2 separate regions of the Sus scrofa genome follow, and region 1 is linked to region 2. A link is a contact called in public HiChIP or PLAC-seq data. All regions are on one chromosome and are shown on one strand. Each heading gives the region's core, a stretch centred on a gene start, on an enhancer-like site or on the middle of the called end of the contact. The rest is flanking DNA. Distances are from core to core; before and after follow the strand shown. Region 1 overlaps RGMB (RGM domain family member B). Region 2 overlaps LOC106509506 (a long non-coding RNA gene).

Evidence for each region. HiChIP or PLAC-seq counts read pairs in DNA pulled down with a chosen protein or histone mark.
Region 1: a contact with region 2 is called in an H3K27ac HiChIP or PLAC-seq map of skeletal muscle. The contact joins two enhancer-like sites. A contact is called at or near these places in 5 of 47 Hi-C or Micro-C datasets (brain, embryonic fibroblasts, skeletal muscle and 1 more) and 1 of 2 datasets of contacts at active chromatin or transcription factors (skeletal muscle).

What each region holds. Positions count from the first base shown.
Region 1 is chr2:105,057,569-105,062,705 of Sscrofa11.1, reverse strand. All of the region lies in intron 5 of RGMB (RGM domain family member B), which reads right to left. Among named protein-coding and RNA genes, the nearest start is that of RGMB, 18 kb to the right of the region's middle. Within about 2 kb of position 2,070, at least 31 of the 83 cell types and tissues checked have an H3K27ac peak or open chromatin away from gene starts, as enhancers often do. A contact at or near this core is called in skeletal muscle, where this site is marked.
Region 2 is chr2:103,889,491-103,894,953 of Sscrofa11.1, reverse strand. All of the region lies in intron 1 of LOC106509506 (a long non-coding RNA gene), which reads right to left. Among named protein-coding and RNA genes, the nearest start is that of RIOK2, 69 kb to the right of the region's middle. Within about 2 kb of position 2,808, at least 5 of the 83 cell types and tissues checked have an H3K27ac peak or open chromatin away from gene starts, as enhancers often do. A contact at or near this core is called in skeletal muscle, where this site is marked.

The sequences.
Region 1 (5,137 bases), core at 821-3,320, 1.2 Mb before region 2:
AACTTCCATATGCTGCAGTTGCCTCCATAAAAAGAAAAAAATATATGTCAAAACTGAACTTTTAGGAGTTCCCATTGTGGCTCAGTGGTAATGAACCCAACTAGTAACCATAATGTGGGTTCAATCCCTGGCCTCGCTTAGTAGGTGAAGGATCCAGTACCGCCATGAGCTATGGTGTAGGTCACAGAGGCGGCTTGGGACCTGGCATTGCTGTGGCTGTGGTGTAGGCCAGCAGCTGTAGCTCTGATTTGACCCCTAGCCTGAGAACCTCCATATGCCCTGAGTGCGGCCCAAAAAGACAAAAAAAAAAAAGAACTGAACATTTAGATCAAGAGACTCCATCTTTCGGATTAAGATGGGCCAGCAAACCAAACTGAGTCACAGAAATCAGCCTGAGACATAGGGAAACACAACTGACACATACCTAGTTAAAATTCTACTTGTGTTAAAGGAAGCTAAAATGAATTTTATTTCATATAACTGACTGATATGTCTGTCTACTTCCTCAAATCCTCTGGGTGCAATTACAGCTTGAAATAACAGGCGGCTGTGGGAGAGTTAAGAGAATGCCGTGCCCATGGCCCCTTTGCTCTTACACAGCTCAGTGGCCTACAGCCTCTGTGCTCAGTCCTCGAGACTGAGCAAAAAAGAAACCATTCCAGCAGGAACATGTGCTTCAAATAAAAAAAATACACATGTTGTATTTCCAGCTCTAAAACACCTAATCTTAACTTAAGAGGGTCAATTTTTCTAAACGTTGAGAAGTCTGAGCCTGGGAAGCTCTGAAGCATGGGAAGGAAGGAAGCGGAGGTCCTTGAAGACAACTACCTGCCTTCCAGAGTTTTCCCTGCACCCCCTCACCCCACCTGCTCCCCCCAGGGAAACCAGGATTGTATGTTTCCTGCACAAGGAGACCTCTGGATTGCTCTCCCTTTTGTGGAGCAGGAAACAAAAGAATACTCGTCTAGAGTAATTTTCTGTTTGAACGATTTCATGCAAAAACTTGGCGAGTACCACATTTAAGGAAAAAATGTGGGACAGGTTAATAACTGATGCCATTGATAATTTTCCTAAAACACTAAGAAAAAAAATTGACAGGAAGGTGTGAACTCAATGAACTGAATGTAATTTTACAATCACTACTCAGCCTACATATCAGCTGTCTCCCTACAGGAAGTCTGAACTTAATACTACAAAATACTTTCCTACAAAACTGTTTCCTTAAATAATTTCATTGGACTAGGACAAGACACTACCAGAAAGAGAGTAATCCGTGTGTTTAAGAGGAGGGTGGCAGGTTGAAAATCTTACTCCAGACTTCTTTTAGGGCTTGAAGGCGACTATAAAAATCTACTAAAGAGATTATTGAAATAGGTTTCTCTACCCTCATGAGTTTCTTTACACAGAGCTCTGTTCTAGGAGCACGGACAAGATTCCAGAGAAATGGAATGGATCAGACTTACTTATTCCTCAGTGTTGCCCTAGGTAATACATGCAGGAACAAGGGCTGCCTTGGCTGCTGGAGGGGTTCTTGGCAGCAGGTGGAGAAAGAAAAAACCAAACTAGAGGGGAAAGACACCCACAGCTGAGGCTGCTAGGGTGGTCCAGGGGAGAAGCATGGGGCTCAGCGGCTGGAAAGAGCATGTGAGAGAAGAAGGAAAGCAGGCCCAGGGATGACACCTAAAAGGGACTGGCAAAAAAATGTCGACTTCCAAAGGGCAATCTCTGTACACTTCAAATAAGGAGGGCTGGAAGCATAAATAGGCTCAGAAACAGGGAAATCGGCCAGCTTCCCTGTACAGACCAGAGCTACGACGACACTGGGCTGAGTTGGGGGAGGAAAGGCCTTTGGTCCTCACAGTCTTTGCCCTCAGAGAACTCCAAAGGGAAATTCCTGTCGGTTTGTTGTGTTTAGACTTTGCATTATGAGGAGGCCAGCAAATGTAGGAACTCTCTATGCTTCTACATGTCACGTTAAGCATGTATGGACAGTATTACAGGCCTAGGCTGCCACTGTGCTTTAGACCAGAGGCTAAAAATACTCTGAAAGGTGAGAGCCAGGGCTGGAGGCAGTAACTCTAGGGCAGGAATCTGCCCTAGCAGGTCCTGCTTTCAGGGATCTTCCTGAAATAGCGAGGAGGTGGGGGGGTGGGGGGTGGGCGCAGCGCCACAGATTCTCAGGCTCTAGCGGGACCTCTGGCAAAGGCTCTGGGCCTAGGTTCAGCGCAGCTGTTTCCCAAACCAATGGGGATTAGGAACTCAGAGCCTCTTTGATCATTTTTCAGTTTGGGGTGGTGGTTTGAAAAGCAAAAGGGCTTGAAGGTCTTCACCATACACTCACCCTCTGTTACTTTTAAGTCAAGTTCCCAGGACTATTAAAAAAAAAAAAAAAAAAAAAAAAGGAAAGCCCACTCAGGAACGAGGCAGTTAGAGACAGTGACCATATATTCCAAGAGGCCAGTTAACCAGAAATCTACGAAACAATGTCCTTCTGTCTTCACTTTCCTGAGACAGGGCGAGGGGAAGACACAGACATCACATAAACACACAAGTGCGTGCGTATGTTTGTACTCACACACACATTTAAATGGAAATTATACCCTGACCCCCAATCTCAGGAGCATATGCAGAGCAGATGAGAGGTTAGTGTTTAAAATGCTATCACATCAATTCTATCTCCAGTGTACAGACTTTGTTTCAACACTGAAAGAACCCCAGCAGAAATAGGCTCTAACCCCTAAAATAACCAGCTAACTGGGACGTACAGAACTCCTCTCTCCACAGACTCAATTTCATCTGAAGTTCCTTCTAAACTCAGCAGCATTGTTTTCACTGCAAGGGTGTTCTTTAAATTTTGTATCTTAGTTGTGTGTTGCTATCCTTGTTAGTTATCACTTACTGACAAGTTGAGCAGTTTAAGCTGTCCTAAAGTTACCCCACCCACAAAATTCAGAACAGTGGAAGAGCAAGTTCTACTGCAGTCAAAACAAACAAAGACAAAATGGGTAAGGTAGCCTTTTTCATTGTTCAACACCATAGGTAACTCTTTTTACACGCCACCACACATTCCACACAGGTAGAAACTGTTTGCTTTGCATTAATTGAAGCCAACAAAACAAAGGACCAACCACCCAATGTTTCCTTCGTGCCCCTTCCTCTCAAAATGTTGACTCAAAGAAAATTTAACAGGGCAGAGAGAGACATTTGGAAATGTGACAGGAAAACAAGTTCTAACTCTCAGCTGTGTATCTGACTTGGCCTCCTGCCTCTGGTTTAAACTAAGGAGGAGTGTGGATTTGCTTTAAAGTAGCAGAGGCCCACAGCACCCACATGGAATCCTGCCTGGCAGGTGTGGGTTAATTTCATTTACAAATGGGGGATTTTGAAGGTCCCCTTCATCCTTCCAAACCACATGTGGGTCAGAGAGAGTGGCACAGTCAGAGAGATGCAAAATATAAAACGCAGAAAATATCCAGACATGTATAAAATACATTTATACATTTTTAGATGGTCTCCACTAATATCTTCCACATTTCCTCATTCCAGAGACTAGAAGGATGGCAAAAGACTTATTATCCAGAGTATTCAAATGTCTATGGACAATATAAAGGTGTACCTTGTTTGGGAAGTACAGCATCAATAACCAAGGTAGGCCCATTTCTATCTCATAAAATGATCTTTCACACTTACAGATATATCGTAGAACTAATAATTTCTCCTCCTTTTTCTGCTTTCTCTGCCCACATATACTTAGAAATCCTTTTACCTTCAAGCAATATGCTGAAACTATATAAAGCAAAGTTGAACTGTTCCTAGGCCTAAGACCTTGTAATCCAGGACAAACAAGAGCTATGCAGGAAACAGAAAGGGACAAATAGAAACACTATCACCTAGAATTATAGCTTATTTCTGCTCTTCTAAAAAGTGTTTTCCTTTTTTTGGCTATGCCCTCAGCATGTGGAAGATCCTGGGCCTGGAATCAAACCCTTGCCACAGTAGTGACCTGAGCCACTGAAGTGACAATGCCGGATCCTTATCCCACTGGGCCACAAGAGAACTCCTATTCTTTCATGTTGCAATATTGTCTGTACCATAAGTTCATAGAAGATAAGGATATCGAAGACATGCTTTCATGAGTTTTAAAGAGGAGGTGGGACTCTAAAAAATGAATTTACCTAAGAACTGGCTGACTCTGATGGTCAAATTCCCCAGGAAGCTTTTTGGTATTAAAGCAGAGATCCACAACCTTTCAGTAGTGGCAGTCAGGGTTTTTAGACCTTGCTCGGTCATACAAGAGGGAGTAAATCTGGGTGTAGGTGAGGAGGCCCTGTGCCGGTGGGGAGTGAAAAGGGAGATGGTGTCAAACCCTAGGAGTAGAACACTGACCTGTGACAGAGACAAATGAGGATTAGGCCCTGGGTACAGGAGCCCATCTCTCTGGCCCACACTCCTGGTGCTTCCCAATATCTGAGACAACTTGCAGCACTAGAAACCAGCTTATAATGTGGGCCACCAATGCTATACTAAGAAACCCTGAATATGCATTTTTTTCCCCCATACAAACCCCACAATTCCCACTGACTGCTGCAAAATTTAGTTATGTGCTTAGACCGAGGCTACACTCACTTCTACATCTCCCATATACAAGAGGCCCTTTAATGCTTGTTGTTTCAAATGTAGCACCAAATGATCATACATTTTATCAGAGAAATGAGCATTTTTTTTTTTTAGCCTTTTTGTAAAACAAAGAGGACCACGACCAGAAGCTAATACATTTTAAAGAGATGGCAAGAATTACCTGCATCACAGATAGTAACAAAACAAAGAACAATTTCAGGTTTTAAGGATTAGTTACAATGTATCCACAAGACACTTTGTGCTCGCTGGAAAAAAAGGGCTCTATTCTATTCTCAAAGAAAACACCACATGTTGCATGCAAGAACAGTGTCCATGCACTCAAAACATAGTTCTACAGATGGGGTAACTTCCTTAATCAACAAAAATAAGGATGATCACCACTGTCTAGCTCACATTGTCTCCATAAAGATACTAGAAGGTAACTGGTTACAAAAACTTGGCCACAAAAAATGCACTAGGCCTAGGGTCAAGAGAGAACAGATTTCCAAACCTTGATCTA
Region 2 (5,463 bases), core at 1,559-4,058:
TCCTCTTCTACGGAAGCCACAAAACACTACAGTTTCCCTGTCATGACACTTTTCACTGTGTATTACAATTACTTATAAACTCAAAGCACAAGGCAAGAAACTAAGTTTAGCTTATTTATTTACATTTATTATTTACCTTATTACCCTATTTACCTTATTTATAGTTGCTGCCTGATAACCATGGTACTAATAAATAATGTACTTACACAAATTATTTAGTGAGTAAATGACATTCTACAATCAAAGAACAAATAACAGGTTAAACTAACTTAATGGAATGTTCTAGTCATTAATATGTTCAGTTTTAAAGGATACATCAAAAAATAGAAAACATATGTCAAACTTGTAAAAACAAAACAAAACACTTTGCCTGAAAAAAATATAAAATAGTTGGCAGGGGAGTTCCCATTGTGGCTCAGCGGGTTAGGAACACAACACAGTGTCGAACCCTACCCTCACTCAGTGGGTTAAGGATCCAGTGTTGCTGAAAACGGCAGCACAGTTCGCAGATACTGCTCAGATCTGGTATTGCTGTGGCTGTGGTATATGCCTGCAGCTACAGCTCTGATTCAACTCCTGGCCCAGGAACTTCCATATGCCACAAGAGCAGCCCTAAAAAGAAAATTAAATAAATAAATAAGTTAATGAAATAAAATAGCTGGCAGGTTTATAAGTATTTTCCACTTTTTACCTCAATCTTTCTTTAAATTAATGCTTTCAAATGCAGTTTCAATGCCCTTCATATAGTTAAAAACTTATAAAATAAATAGCATCATACACTGTGAATTCTTAGTTATAAATATTTATAAGTATAAAAATGTAAGAATAAAATAAAGCAAACTAGGATTTTTTTCTTTTAAATATTTATAGTTTTGACTGAACCTCAACAATGTAAGAAGTTTGGGAGCAGCCATTATGAGATATCTCTCACACTCTCCTATAGTTTGCCTTTAAAAAAAATTTTAATATAAACAGTCTTATAACAACTATGATACATGAAAGTATTACTTTTTTAATCAAAGTTTCTAGAAATTTCTAGAAACAAGAAAGGAAGGAAAGAAAATAGGAAGAAAGGAGGAAATTAAATAAATATAGCAGGTTCAAATTCTTTTTAAAAAGTATTATGTAAATAAGTATTATTCTACAATTAAATATAGAGGGTTTTTTTGAATCTTAAATAATATATGTGTGTGTGTGTGTATATCATATATATTTTTTTTATGGCCTCACTTGAGGCATATGGAAGTTCTTAGACTAGGGGTTGAATCAGAGCTTCTGCTGAAGGCCACACCACAGCCATAGCAACAACCAGATTCAAGCCACATTTTCAACCTACACCACAGCTTGCAGCAATACCAGATCCTTAACCCACTGAGTGAGGCTGGGATCAAACCTTCATACTCACAGAGACAACATTAGGTCCTCAACCCGCTAAGCCATAATAGGAACTCCAAATCTTAAATAATATTTTTAAACACTTTTGTTATAGTAACTTTTTAGGCACCGAGCACTAGACTCTTTCAGACGACACTTAGCCTGGGTTAAGAGCAGCTCACCGCAACAAGAGCTGGAATGCCTGACATGTGCTTGCAATGGCATATGCAGTTAAGCCCATGAAAAGCTCAGGGCAACACCCAAAATCAGAGTGATGGGCAAGGGTGAGAAGTGTAACAAACATGGTCTAAGCACACATCCAAGTTGGCTGAATGGATTGGAAAAAGAGCCAAAATGAAAACCAAACACAAAGCAGGACTCTCAAGTCAAAATAAGGGCCAAGTCAGGCATGAGAGAGGCATAGGCTGAAGATTTGTGGACAATATGGGCAGGCCAGGGCTTCTTTATTCCCTGTGTGAGAAGGAATATCTTTTCCCTTTCCTTGAGTAAGTTCAGCTTCTGTGGCACACATGACCTACTTAGATGTTATGAGTCTAGAATTTAGTTGCTGGCCAAGCTACTTAGAAAGACAATTCAAATCACCTACACTTAATCCTAACATTATATTTATGTCTAACTTAATTTCAAGGAAAAGATATCAAAACTATTAAAAATGCTGAGTAGCCCTCTGAAAGTTATGAGTCAAAGTTGAACCAGAGTATAAGATCCATTTCCTCACTCCTAGCATCATTACATCTGCCTGTTATGCTGCTTCCCATCAAAATGATTTAAAGTTATTCTTTTTCCCCCTAATGCTATGCACCAATGATGCCGCATAAATCTCAAGGTAATATTAGAGCTGTATTTCTTTTCAGAATGTCAAGGCAAACTCTAGTTGATAGCAGACGGAAAAACAATATTAAGTGACAGGTTTTGTTTTTTTATTTTCAAAAAAGAGAGAGATAATCCCTACATATTATTTTTATATCAGAAAAATATACATTTTAAAAAATATGAGCCAAGTCTTAGCAACAATATACCTGGCTCCCTGTACATATACAAACTCTTACATAGAAGTCACAGCATAAAGGTTAACACTGTGGGCTTTAAAGTCAAACATACAAATGTTTTAACCACCATTCTGAAAACCCTTGTGATCTTGTGCAAAAGGCTTAACTTCTTAAGTCATAGCTTCTCCATCCATAAATTGGGGATAACAGCAGTAACTCAGAGGGCTATTGTGAGGATTAAATGGAAAAGGCACTTAAAAGCTTAGCACAATTCCTAGCAATAGTTAGCACTCATTTAATGTATACTAATAATAGTAGTAATAGTACCCCCTCAGATTTATAGCAGGAAGCTCACAAGATGGAGCTGAGACTCTCCTCTGGGCTCTTCTGTTATGCTAGTATCCATGACATGGAACTTATGTCATATTTGAGAGCATGTCAGGGAGAATGGCATGCTGCCCAGTGTTTTCCAGGAGCACCGGTGTTACACCACACACACAGCTCCGAAAATCTAAGCAGATTTCAAAGCTGCTTAAATAGCTTTCTTGGCCAAGAGTCATGTAAGTTGCCAACTGGCAATGGAATGATTTTCCACTCAAACTTGGCAGCAGCAGAATTTAAATAGAAAACTGGGAGGAGGGCAAGGGAAGTAAAATGCTTCCTTCCTCAAGGTAGTTTTGGACTCTCTGGCACCAGAGGAAAACTGTAAAGAAGAGCGAAATTTCGCATGAATATTACAGTATACATATATTCCCTTTCAGAGTCTTTTCCATTATAGATTATTATAAGACACTGAATATAGCTCCCTGTGCAATACACTAGGTCCTTGTTGTTTATCTGTTTTATATATAGTAGTATGTATCTGTTAATCCCAAATTCCTAATTTCTCTCTCCCCACACCTCCCCCCCTTTGGTAACCATAAATTGGTTTTCCATGTCTATAATTCTGTTTCTGTTTTGTAAATAAGTTCATCGGTATCATTTTTTTTTTAGTGAATCTGAATATTTTGAGTCAAATAAGAAACCTCTGCCTTTAGTGATCCTACAGAAGTTCTTCTCTTCCTTTAAAATATAAAATAGAACCCAGTAGCAAAATAAGTCTTTTCATATTTTCATTACTTTTCAGAGTAAGAGAAATTATGGTAAATTCCAATAGATATTTAAATCTTCTCTAAGAGGAACTCCAACTCAAAGTATTATAATGTCATTCTAACCAAATCAGGAAAGTTGCAAGGACAAAGTTTCTATATGCTTCCTCAAAAAACATTACTCTGAAGTACTAACAGGGAGTTCCCACTGTGGCACAGTTGGTTAAGATCCAACTGCAGTGGCTCAGGACACTGAGAAGGCCAAAGATTTGATCCCTGGCCCACTGCCCTGTGTCAAAGGATCTGATGCTGCCACAGCTGCAGTGTAGGTCACAGCTGCAGCTCGGATTCAGTCCCTGGCCCAAGAACTTCCATATGCCATGGGTGCATCCATTAAAAAAAAAAGTACTAACAGGAAATGTTTTCTTACTTATGTATACATGACTTAATTCCAAAGAAGAGCTGAGGTAAGGCATAAAGACATATATAGCATATATACACTGAGATTTTTAAAAACCATAAATGGGAAAACTAGGGAAAAAATAAAAGCAATTGTAAGAAAAAATGAAGAAACATACAGTAAACATATTCTATAATTACATTTCCATGTGTAATTTTTAGCAATTGATGCTCCTTTACAAAATCTGTAGGAGCAATGCCAAAAAATTGACAGAGCACTGTAAACTGGTTATAATGGAAACAAATAAAAACCATTTTGAAAAAATCTGTAAGAAAGACTGTTTGGTTCCTAATGATTAAGGTGATTTACCATTAGATACTTTAAAGTAGAGACTAGAAGTTTTATACTTCATGGAATTATGCATCAGTGGTAGACAGAATAATGGCCCTGCAAAAATGTCCATGTCCTTAACCCTAGAAACCTATAAATGTTACATGTCGAAAGGGACTTTGCAGATGTGATTAAAGAACTTGGGATGGTAAAATTATTCTCAATTATCTGCACTGGTTTATATAATTACAAGGGTTCTTATAAGAGGGAGACAGAAGGAGAAGGCTGGAGGGAGAAAGAGCAATTAGAGAGATGCAGGGGCTGGAGTGATATAAAGAAGGGGATGCAAGCGAAGGGATGCAGGTGACCTTTGGATTGTGAAAAAGGCAAGAAAGTGAATTCTTCCCCAAAACTTCCAGAAAGAATGCAATCCTCCTGACTCCTTGATTTTAGGACTTCTGACTCCCAAACTATAAGATAATAAGCTTACTAAATCTGTGATAATTTGTTAGAGTAACAATAGATGACTAAGTCAATGACCACAAAGTCAACATATTACTAATTTATCTCATGAATTTCTACGCAAGTATTAACAGTAAGCAAAAAGTACATGAGTTTTTTATTTTATGACCACACCCGTGTCATATGGAAGTTCTGGCCCAGGGATTGAATTCGAGTCACAGCTGCTACCTACACCACAGCTGGCGTAATGCCAGATCCTTTAACCCACTGCACCAGGCGGGCATCAAACCTGCATCTCAGCAGTGACCCAAGCTGCAGCAATCAGATTCTTAACCCACTATACCAGGGCAGTAGTTCCTGATTTTTAGAAATAATGCTCACTTTAAAACATATCTCCTATATATTAGCTAGGCTACAAAATGAGCCCAAGTATATTAGATACTTTGAATATAAAAATTTTCAAAGTGTGCTCATAATATCCCACTGATTCTGTGGGATATTAATAGTGTTAAGCACAAGAAGAATTCTAAGATCAAATAACTTGTCAAACCTATACTATTTCAGTGTACAATACTGATTTTAAAAAAAAATTGCCCCAGGAATCTAGATTTACCAAGGAACTTTCTGAATTATTAAAAGGATCCACATTTACCACCATTCCACTATCAGGAGCAGGTGGAAGATGAAAACAAAGCAGTAGAATAAATGTACTAAATGACTAGAACGAAGTGTTCTTCCAGCTTTAGAAAATCTTGCTGATCAACTTCTGTTGACAATTTCACATTCCTCAGATCTTGCC